Regions from separate parts of the Mus musculus genome. Here all the other regions are linked to region 1. Evidence: chromatin contacts called from public HiCAR-type data. All regions are on one chromosome and are shown on one strand. Each heading gives the region's core, a stretch centred on a gene start, on an enhancer-like site or on the middle of the called end of the contact. The rest is flanking DNA. Distances are from core to core; before and after follow the strand shown.

Region 1 (3,403 bases), core at 251-2,750:
CTAGATCCTGCACCTCCATAGGTTCTCTTGCTTGAGGAAGTATTTAAAACACCTGCATTCCCTTAGGTAGACCTCCTCACACTCCATTCTGTTCTCATCTCTATTAGTTCTAGCTACAAATGGATTCCAGCCTCTGTCAATTCTGTTCTTGTCCACTTTAAATCCTTACTTATTTAAAACTAATGCAAGCCTATTAGATTTGATCAGGGAGCTAAGAATTTGTACTCATGGGTACTTAAAGTTCTGCCTCCCTTAAGTAGCAAATATATAGAAGGAAAATAAAATCTGGCCTTTTGCAATCTCAGCCGCAGGACTTGGGTTCCCAGCAAACAAGTCAACTTACAGCCTGGATCGGAAACTCCCAGACTTACTGCGGGGAGAAGAGGGGGTTTTCCAATGATCTGTCCTTTAGGGTTTAAAAGCGCATCCTGGGAGCGACTCTTTCATTCTCCATGAAGTTCTGAGCTGCGAGAGCCCAGCAACGCCCTGAACCCAGGCAGCCTGTGAGTAACTGCACAGCCAGGAAGCCAGGAAGGGCTGCATTGAAGAGGTACTGGCTAGGGACAAAGTGGCTGAAAACCACTGACTACTGAGTCTTGACTGCAGGGGGCCACCGCGTCGCGGCTCCCGCACTGAAGCTCTGGGTCTGGGGATCTGAAAACCGCCTCGGGAACTGTTCCTCCCCGCCCGCCAGGGTTGTACGCCCAGGTGCCAATGGTTCTGGGCAACCGAGCTCAGCGCGGGTAGTGGCTGACCATGGGAGAGGCCAAGCTCTCAGCCTGTCCAAAGTGCAAGGCCGGGCTATTCCCGGACGTGCGGAGGCGCGGGGGCGGGTGGCACCTCCCGGACTGTCCCAGAGTCCCCGGCGCGCTAGGCGCACCTACTTGTGCGCACCAGAGAGCAGCGCTTACCATGGAACATGGTCTGCGGGAGGTGGGTGTAGTCATGATGACTGGGACTGCAGCAGGAGCCGGCTCTCACCACCCATAATCACTCCCAGGACCCCGGTCATCCACCGGGTGGCCGCAAACCGGTGCTGGGCAGGGCAGTTCAGGCAGCTGACTCCTCTCACCCACGCCACGCCTGGTCCATCCATCCCAAGAGGGGCCGCATGCATCACCGGCCACCCAGGCGCTCTGGCTTTGCCATAACTTCCGTAGGATCTGCCGGCAGACTAAGCAGGGTACTTTCAGTTTCTACTTTGCGCTGGGTCTTCAGGTTCAATGTTTGGGTTTATACCCTCAGCGTCTTCCCCAGTCACCTGGACCAGGATCAGTGGTTGCTGCGAATTGAAAGTAGCTCAGGAGAAGCCAGCTGGCCTTCTGGATCAGAAAGATTCGGCTAATAGGCTTTTCAAATGACTTCTAACCTCTCTGGCAACTCTGTGAGACTGGGAGCTAAAACCGCTGGTTACTAATATGTCCACAGAAGCCACAAATGTGCAGCAGAGAAAGCTCGCTATTGCAAGTCAGTTCCACTGAGGAGGCGTCGCTGCTTCTGCTGCCGCCGATGTAAGTCATCTTAAAAAAAAAAAAAAAAAAAAGGAAGTGAAGGATGATTAAGAGGGTCACGCCCTCTGCCCCTCTAGGTTCTCTAGTTTGTTTTTTTTTTTTTTTTCCTCCCTGTCATCTGTGCAATGCACCTGCTCAGGTAGGACTTTAAGAACAAATAATTCTTGTGAGTCCATCCAGTCTAGTATGTAAGTGGTAGCTTCAGAAAACCAAAACTCGTATTAGTTGGGGGCACATAGAAGTTCTGCATAGTAACTATCTCCCACAGTTATCTCCTGACATAGCTAATCACCATTGTGATTGTTTCATTAAAGTGTTTTGTTTTGTTTTAATAATAGGCCTGAATTACCGAGGGGATTCCTGATTTAGTGTTGTTTCTTATAATCAGGAGAAACACTGCTTAGGTGAAGGCAGGTTGTGCAAACCAGTAACAAGAGAGATCTGAGATCAGGACCATATCTCTCATATATCTAGTATTTGCTCTATGCCAGGACTCTTGGTCAGGAATTTACATGTATTTTGGCATCTGGAGTTTTCTGCCGAGGCAATCTGTTTTCTTATCTGCAGTTGAAAGATACACATGGGAACAGAGGCTTCCTTAAGTAACAGAGCTAAGTTCACGTGGCTGAATTTGGATAAAAAACACCTGCAGGCTGGCTTCAAAGAGTCTGCTTGGAATCTCTTGTGGAAGAGAACCTTGTAAATAATGGAGGATACAGTAGACTAAGAAGACGCCCTAGGGTGGTGGGTGTGCTCTTAACGCTCTGGGGAACCTCAGAAAGGGGTCTGGAGCTGGCGGTTCCTAATCGGACATCAGGACACGAGCTTCAGATTCTGTCTGTTAACAGTGAAAAGAGGCAGAGAGGTACTGTTTGTGCATTTAGAGTGTGGACCATAGGAGTTCTAACTGGGCACTGGCCTGTGGACTCTGCAGGGACTCTCACTTTCCACATTCAATGTAAAACCTGTTGTCTTAGTGCACTTCCAAAATAAATCCTACCCGGTGCCTGCAGGGCTGTTTAAACACCTCTCTGTTGTCTCTCTTGTTGTCATCCTGCTCAAAGCATCAGGAGATTTGACAGTACTTGTTATCTTCACTGCAGCCCTGGTCTCCAGACAGCTCCCATCCACAGAGAAGGGCTATCTAGAATAGGATTAGGCTCCAGCGTTGCAGTATGACAGGATGGAAGAGAGCTACTGTGGTGAGAAAGCATTTCAACGATGGAACATGGAAAAATGTCCACCAAAAAAAAAAAAAAAAAAAAAAAAAAAAGGAAAGAGAGGAAAGAGAAAGAAAACAGGGAATTGCTGGCAAATGAAATCAGGAAACTGAGCCTCTCAGGCACACATTTCCAAAAATGTCATTGGAACTCAGATGTGGAGAAAAGCAGTAGACAGAGATGAGGCTGCAGGGGTGGTTAAAGACTAACTCTATAAACATGTCTAGGTTTGTGGCGGCTGTATTAAACTCCCTGACCATAGGGTACACGTAGGTGTACAACTGCTCACATTCTATGCTTTTTTCCCCCCACCTGTTGTTGGGCTTTTCAGAGGAGAGTCAAAGAACATCCATCAAAAGAGTGCGAGAGGGGAAGTCTGTCTTCCTTCCTAGTACAATCACCAGAAAGGCTTGTGCATAGGCAACATTGGAGTAAAATGAGGCGAAAGTATCTAAAGTTCCAGGAAAGGAGAAGTAAATGTATTTTACAGGACTCTGACCCTCAGTGTTAAGAATGTCTTCTGAAAAGAATATTTAGAAAGCATTTGGAATTTCAAAGGTTAGATAAAAATGGACACCTTTGAACTACATTGTATTATGAGAGAATTCTAAGAAAATTAGTGTCCTTTTGAAAAAAACAGCCCAGCTCTTTAAATCAGCTATTGCTTTTTAA
Region 2 (3,403 bases), core at 449-2,948, 1.3 Mb after region 1:
AAATACTACTGTTCTTAAAAAAGAAAAACAATGTACCAATAAAATTATTCTTAATACGATTCTGTATGCTCATAGATCAGTGTCTTGCTCAGTCATCATCAGAGAAGCTTCCTCCTGCAGCAGTTGGGAACTCATACAGACGCCCTCAGCCAGACAGTATTCAGAGGTGGAACATCCTGTCCTAACAGGGATGTCTCCATCATATCCCTCCACTCAGTGTGAGCCCTAAAGAAGAGGAGATGGGAATGGTATAAGAGCCAAAAGGTTGTGGAAGACACCAAGAGAACAAGGCTCTCTAAATCAACATGAACAAAGCTGGCAGAGACTGGAAAGCACTCACAGGGCTTGCACCAGGCCTACCCCAGGTCCTCTAAAGTGTGTCGCGGCTTCCAGCTTCTATGGGACTCCTGAGTGTGTGCACAAGTGCCTGTATTTCCTCCACCTCTCTTGAGCTCTTTAAATTCTATTTGTTTTGTCCAATTCTAATATGTTAAGTTTTTGTTATCTTTTTATATTTTCATTTTCTTATTTTAAAAGAACTCCTAGTGCCCTATAAGTAAAAATTTGTGTTTTAAGCCACTACATGTGGCAAAAATCTCAAAACTATGTCCTGGGGTCCTTCCCATCACTAGATCAAAGAAAAGTTTTGGCACTCAAAACTAAGATGACCCTACAATCCTGAGAAATAGCTACATGTGTACTGTTCAGCAATACCCACTAGAGAACAAAAACTGGAAATTCAGATTTTTCTTATATAACCCAACCTCATGTATACCCGAGTCTCAGAATTTTTAAAAATCCCAGCCTTTTGTATTTGCACTACTTCATGTATCTAAATTATTTTACAATGTTTTACACAAAGGGGGAAAAAACTATATTTTTAAAATAAAAGGTCACTTGCAATAAAGGAAAGTGAAACACTGACAGTTTAAATCATACGCCCAGTTCACAATAGCTTTAAGTGTCAATTCAATTAAGATGCTTGTGACAGGCCTCGAGCCGCCTTGTGGCAAGGCTAAGACCTGGAGTCGTTTTCCTCCAAGTCTGACGGGTCGCCCCACAAACCCGATGGATACCTGGCCCAGAATGTGTCACAAAGGTATGCAGAGAGAACCCACAGGAGCGTAAAAGCCATGGAAAAGGAAGAAAATATTAATCACACGCTCTGCTGCAGGTCAAGGGTAGAAAGCTACCCCCGCCGCTCCAGTCGCTCCTCTCCTCATCCCTAAGTCACCGGCATAGCCCATGACAAGAAGGACAGAATTCACCCCCAACCCACGCTGGCCCCTCCCTGGAGTCGCCGCCTGAGCCCCACCCCAACACCGACGGGCTCCCGCCCCACCACGCCGGCTCCTCCCAGCGTCCCGGGCTTAGCCCCTCCCCACGCTCGGCCCGGCGTGCGGACGTGGCGCCGCGAGGCCTGCTTACCAGTCGGAGCTCCGCCTTCCGCTGCAAGTCCGAGTGTCGCTCCAGAGCGCTCGCGAAGCCGCCTGAACGCGCCCGAGGAGCGGAGGAGTCGTGGGTTGCGCTCTCGGAACCACTCTCCGTGCTTGCATTTCGCAAAGGCTTGGAGAAGACAAGCGCTCTCAAGAAACGGCTCCCAGCAGTCCCGGCGTGGGACCTACACAGCGCCGCCATGACGCCTGCGCGACCTCTGACCTCTTCTGCACGCTTGCAGGTCAGGGGGCGGGCCGAGGAGAGCCCCGCCTACCGCCTTAATCCCAGGCGAGCCTACTAGTCCGGTAGTTTAAAGCTTGCCTCCCGCGGACGCCAGAGAGCGCATGCCTCCTGAGGGACGGGGTGACGCTACAGCTGCTGTACTACACGGTCTTCAGAGGTCTCCTTCGTTATCCTGTTAGAGTTGGAAGCCCTATGCTCACCAGCACCTCCTGTGCCTTCGTTACTCAGCACTTTCGAATGCGTCATGCTTTAGATTTGAAATAATTCTTAGTGTTCACCCTCCAGTTTTGTAAACTCCAGGAAGGAAGGAGAGATTGCCTTTGCAAATGGGCACAAAGTTGTTCCTAAAACTGATGGTAGGTCTGTCCTTGGCCACTTCTGTTGCCAGTCACATGCATTACAAAACCCAACAGAAGTTTTATCCTAGCTAGCTACCATCATTTCCTGTGAATTAAGCTTCAGAAATATGCTCAGGCGTAGCACTTCCACGCTCCCATACCCAAACACTTGATATTGTTTGTTTCTCCCCAGTGTAAATCCCCAGAATTTGTCCATCCACTTAAGAATCGAACCTAGTTGCAAAAGTGTTTGCCTTTTAAGTGGACCACTAGTCTAATCAATGTAATGTTAACCTACAGATTACTAAATCCAAGGGCGGGTGTCAGTTTTCTATGTCATTTGTACATAAATATCTTTTTTCCCCTTATCGAGGTCTCATGTAACCCATACTGGCCTTGAGCTCACTGCGTAGTTGAGGGTGACCCTCATCATCTGACCCTCCTGCTTCTCCCTGAATGATGGGACTTTACAAGTACTGTCACTACCAGGGCCAGGACAGAACCTCTTTTATGTCTTTGACTCTTAGTGTAAGTCTTCCTCAATGCTGCAGGTCTATTTTGACCTTAGAATGATGCATAGTTTTGTGGATAACTTACCACTCCGCATTACTAGTCACTGTAGGGAGTATCTCACAAATTCAGTAGGAGCCTGAAAAGTAGATTCCGCTTCAAGTGAGATCTCATTCTGCATACGCTCATTTCTGCTGACACTTAAGTGGATTCTTGTCGAAAATGTCAATCTCTATGGCTACTACCACTTTCAGTTCCTTTCGGAAACAGTGTAGCAAATTGTAGAGCTCCCTTTAAGAGCCCTCAGCAGTCTCAAGTAAGGAACTTTCATCCTGGGCAATCCAGTATCCCCGTGCAGATTTGGTTTTTCTGCTTGGGAAAGCAAGCTGCTCAGCAGTGCCAAGTTTAAAGAACTGCTTTGCAAACTTAAACTGTATCACTTCCAGTGCTTGTCTGGCATGGCAAGGCCCTAGGTTCAATCTTCAGGATAAACCCTCCATCTGGATGAACAGAACAAATGAAGTCCCATCTTTAAATCCAACAGACATGTTATATTCGTGTTGCCTAAGCTAGTGAATAACCCTGAAAGCCAGGCAGCGCCATGGGGAGGGGCTCTTAGTCTTCCTAGTGATATATGTACGCTCAGTGGACTCGTCTTGAAGCTCCCAACTTAAGAAGTATCAAATGAAATTAGAAAAGTGAGGATTCACAGGGCAGTGGTGATATACAACTTGAATTCTATCCCTCAAGAGGAAGAGGCAGAGGAATGTCTCGGAGTTTGAAGCCAGCCTGGTCTACAGAGCATCTTCAAGGCCAGCCAGGGCTATACAGCAAAATCCTGTCTCAAAATTACTTAAGAGAAGAAGAGGAGAGAG
Region 3 (3,403 bases), core at 614-3,113, 1.1 Mb after region 1:
GTCCTGGAAGCTCAAATATTTTGAAGCTGACCAAAATCTTTGCATTAATCAACAGTATATGTTTGCTAATGCAAGTTCAAAGCCCAATTAGAAGCTGCTGAGCAGAAATTGGAATTATACCCTACCAGCAGATGAAACTATGTTCCCTCCTTTAATGTTTTCCCTCAACAACAACAAAAAATACATCAAGGACAGAGAAACCACAGAGCAGTGAAATTCATTAGACACACAGATGTAAGTTATCATCGTGGAGCTTTTAGGCACTTGGTCCTTGGTGAAGAATCTGGTGGCTGGAGACAGACACGGGCTTCAGTCTCTCACCCCGTTAGATTTTTTTTTCCTCTCTATTTAGCCCCAACATGTCTCTTTCCTCCAAATTCTTTTGGCAGTTCGTTTTCTAAATCTGTATATAAAATTCCGACTATCTAGTTGTTCTTTTTAATAAGCCATTTCCCAATCCTTTCTTAAATAGCAACAGACAAACATGAGTGACTTGACCTAAATCAGGGCTGTCACAACCGGAGGAGCTCCGGGAGACAGGCGCTTGCTGAAAGGTGCATTAGCTCAGTTGAAAGAGGATTGGGGTGATGTATTCACTGCTCAAGAACCCATGTGCTGTTGAAGGTGCACTTGGCTGGCAAGCACATACTGCTCTCCCCACCCCACAAAGCAAAGCAGGCAGGGACTGCACCAATCCCAGACTGCGCTTGCTACCACCCCCACCCCCCACGCCGAGCACGCAAAGCCCCAGCTGAACTGGAGAGGAATACCTTTCCCTCCTGCAGTGTGCAGCATTTTCAGGTGATCCACAGTCATCTGCAAGATCTCAGCTTTTTCTAGCTTAGCAGATCCCTAAAAAGAAGACAAAAGGCTTATCTGACACAAGTGCCTTTGGAGAACTTAAAATATGCACACAAATATACATACATGTAAAATACAAACGTAAAAAAAAAAGCAAAAGTCACGTATATCCACAAAATCTGTGGGAATTTGTGTAAGAACATCCAACGACTTGGCACAAATGAGGTTAGAAGCACGGAGGGGAGGGAATCAGAAGGTGCCGATGGCTACACTCAGCGCTCTCATACTTCCATTACCTGCTTCTCAAAGGCACTGGGTACCAGCCTTCTCAGCTCAGACAAACTGTTATTGATTCGGTCTCGTCGGCGCTTCTCGATGATCTATGGGAAGCAGACAAAAACAAAGGAGGGCATTTACGTTATGACTGTACATTCCAACGAGAAGAAATGTGGTTCTTTCCGTTAGTTAATTAATTAATATAACAATGTGCATATATATTTAAATTATTGGGGGGGGGGGTACTCACGCCTCTCCGTCTTTTCCTGGCCAAAACCTGGGACGATGTCGTTGGGGACATGGAACACAGCGCCGAACTCAAGTTTCTGTAAGATGGGAAGCAATTGCCTTGAGAAAGGAAAGGAGAGCCCTCCTACACCAGATTTCTTTGGCAACTTGAGCTGGAGGGCTCGGGGACGATTGCTCCCAGCCAGCAGCTGCCGGCCCACGACTCCCGGCAAAGGGAACCCAGCATCAGCGCACCCCATCCTCTCCTCCCGCTCCGGATCGGTCGGACGCCGCCAACTCACCCATTCTCGTCCGCGCTCTCCTTTTCCACCTCGATGGTCTCGTCCAGCTCACTATCTGAGGAGCTGTAGTCTGGGTGAGCTCTCTTCATGGTGGCGGAGCGTGGGCTCCGAGGAGGGTCGCGCGGCGGGCAAGGAGGAGTTAACTGCAGTGGCCGCTCAGCGCTCGGCTGCGGGAGGTGCGTGCACACTGATCCCACTCACGCTCAGTCTCCGGTTAAAACTCAACCATCCCTTTCCCACGCTGCGCCCCTTCCCATGGATAGGGGGAGGGCGGGGAAGGCGGAGAGGTTGGGGCAGGGGCGGGGCCACGGCTCCCGGGTAACCGCGTGCCCCGGCCAATTGGCGCCTCGCTGCGCAGATTGGCAGCCGCATGGGGGCGGGACGAGCGGAGGCCGAGGCTGGCTGCTCCCCGCCCCCGGAGCCCGCCCCTGCCCGGCGGCAGTGCGTCGGCTCCGCAGGAGTTCGGCTGGGGGCCGCGGGCGGCGGTGGGCCGGCGGCGGGCAGAAATGGGGGGCCGGCCCGGGACACCAGCCCGGCGATAGCCACCGCCCCGCCCAGCCCCACCCCGCGCGCCCGGATTGGCCTGGCCGTGTGCCAGGGCCGCGCCTGCAGCGCCGCCGGTGAGCCGCACGCGCCGCGGGCCGTGGGAAAGTGCCGGCGCCCCGGCCGCCAGCCAATCCGGACGGACGGCGACGGCGGCGGCGACGGTGGCGGCGGCGGCGGCGGCTGCTCTGGGCGGCTGCTCTGGGCGGCTGCATGAATGGAGAAGAATAGCCAGGCGGGGGAGCCGGGCTGCACGAGGGCGCGCCTGCCGGGCTCCTGGTGTGAACCTGTAATCGGAGTCCGGGCGCCGGCGGGCCCCGGAAGCCACCGCCCGCGTCCCGTTCTCTGCACTGCTGCCGGTGCCCCGCGGCTGGAGGCGGGCGTAGTTGGCGGGTCCTACAGGAACAGTCGCCTGGGGCGCCGCTCCTTTGGATGGTGGCCACCAGCTCTGGGAGCAGAGCCTGAGAGACTCAAGGGATGCTGCTTTTTGGGTTCTAGGAGCCTCTAAAGCTAATCCTGCAAGGCTTCTCAGCTTTGGGACGAAATGCATGCCCCTATGCATGTCATTTCCGGGGAAGTAGAGCGCTTGTTTTCTGGGTTAGCTTGAGGGAGGAGTAGCTATCCCCCGAGACATTCATTATGTTGGGATTTTTGCTGTTGTTTTGTTTTGTTTTTGTCCTCCCTTCCCCCTAGTGTTGGCGGCCAGATCCTCTTAGCAGGCGACAGGGTGGCGGCCTGGGTGTTTGCTTCTGAGGCTGTGCGATCATCTGTGCGAGGATGCACGTTTCTGGCCCGCATCGCGCGCGCGCGGACACACACACACACCCGTTGGTCTCAGTTGGGAGGGGCGTTTGGGGTGCTATATGAAGTTCTGCACACCGCTCTCCCCTCTCCCCCACCAAGAAGGGCGACTTTAAAAAAATAGTTTAAATCTTATGGATTGTTTCCCTAGTTCAGCGTTCACAGAAGTAGACAACCTGGAGAAAGCCCAGTCTTTATCCTGCCCCACTCTTGGAGCCTGCAATCCCGTCTATGAAGCAAAACTTCATAACCGTTGAGAAGAATAAAAGAAACTCAACACCTTTGCAAGCAATTCTGTTTCTAGACATGATGGGTTCCATAAATGCAGACTAAACCGAGTTCCCAGGTCCAGTTCTCCATCCACACACTTTAGACCACATCCTGGGTCCTTTTAAAGTTCTCATTGCACTTCACCCTACTGTTCAGAGCCTCAGCCCTCACAGCTCCTCTGA

Evidence for each region. HiCAR-type assays count read pairs that join an accessible place to other places.
Region 2: a HiCAR-type map of kidney shows a contact between it and region 1, with 10 times the contacts expected there. The contact joins the promoter of Mrps28 here to the promoter of Il7 in region 1. A contact is called at or near these places in 8 of 39 promoter capture datasets (the 3T3-L1 cell line, embryonic stem cells, frontonasal cranial neural crest and 3 more) and 5 of 115 datasets of contacts at active chromatin or transcription factors (astrocytes, bone marrow-derived dendritic cells, kidney and 2 more).
Region 3: a HiCAR-type map of astrocytes shows a contact between it and region 1, with 3 times the contacts expected there. The contact joins the promoter of Hey1 here to the promoter of Il7 in region 1. A contact is called at or near these places in 8 of 39 promoter capture datasets (the 3T3-L1 cell line, 3T3-L1-derived adipocytes, the SN4741 cell line and 4 more) and 2 of 115 datasets of contacts at active chromatin or transcription factors (astrocytes and bone marrow-derived dendritic cells).

The regions. Positions count from the first base shown.
Region 1 is chr3:7,612,260-7,615,662 of GRCm38.p6, forward strand. It overlaps Il7 (interleukin 7), which reads right to left and starts at 1,501. Exons shown (of 5, transcript NM_008371.5): 1 at 912-1,501. The coding sequence starts at 921. It overlaps Gm16685 (predicted gene, 16685), which reads left to right and starts at 446. Exons shown (of 3, transcript NR_168341.1): 1 at 446-550.
Region 2 is chr3:8,922,159-8,925,561 of GRCm38.p6, forward strand. Mrps28 (mitochondrial ribosomal protein S28) reads right to left here and starts at 1,699. Exons shown (of 3, transcript NM_025434.3): 1 at 1,429-1,699. The coding sequence starts at 1,638. It overlaps Gm52601 (a long non-coding RNA gene), which reads right to left and starts at 1,414. Exons shown (of 2, transcript XR_003954436.1): 1 at 1,316-1,414; 2 at 1-225.
Region 3 is chr3:8,665,175-8,668,577 of GRCm38.p6, forward strand. Hey1 (hairy/enhancer-of-split related with YRPW motif 1) reads right to left here and starts at 1,864. Exons shown (of 5, transcript NM_010423.2): 1 at 1,608-1,864; 2 at 1,328-1,403; 3 at 1,098-1,181; 4 at 771-852. The coding sequence starts at 1,696. LOC115489673 reads right to left here. Exons shown (of 2, transcript XM_030252957.1): 1 at 2,050-3,403; 2 at 1,750-1,904. The coding sequence starts at 2,712. The coding sequence ends at 1,764.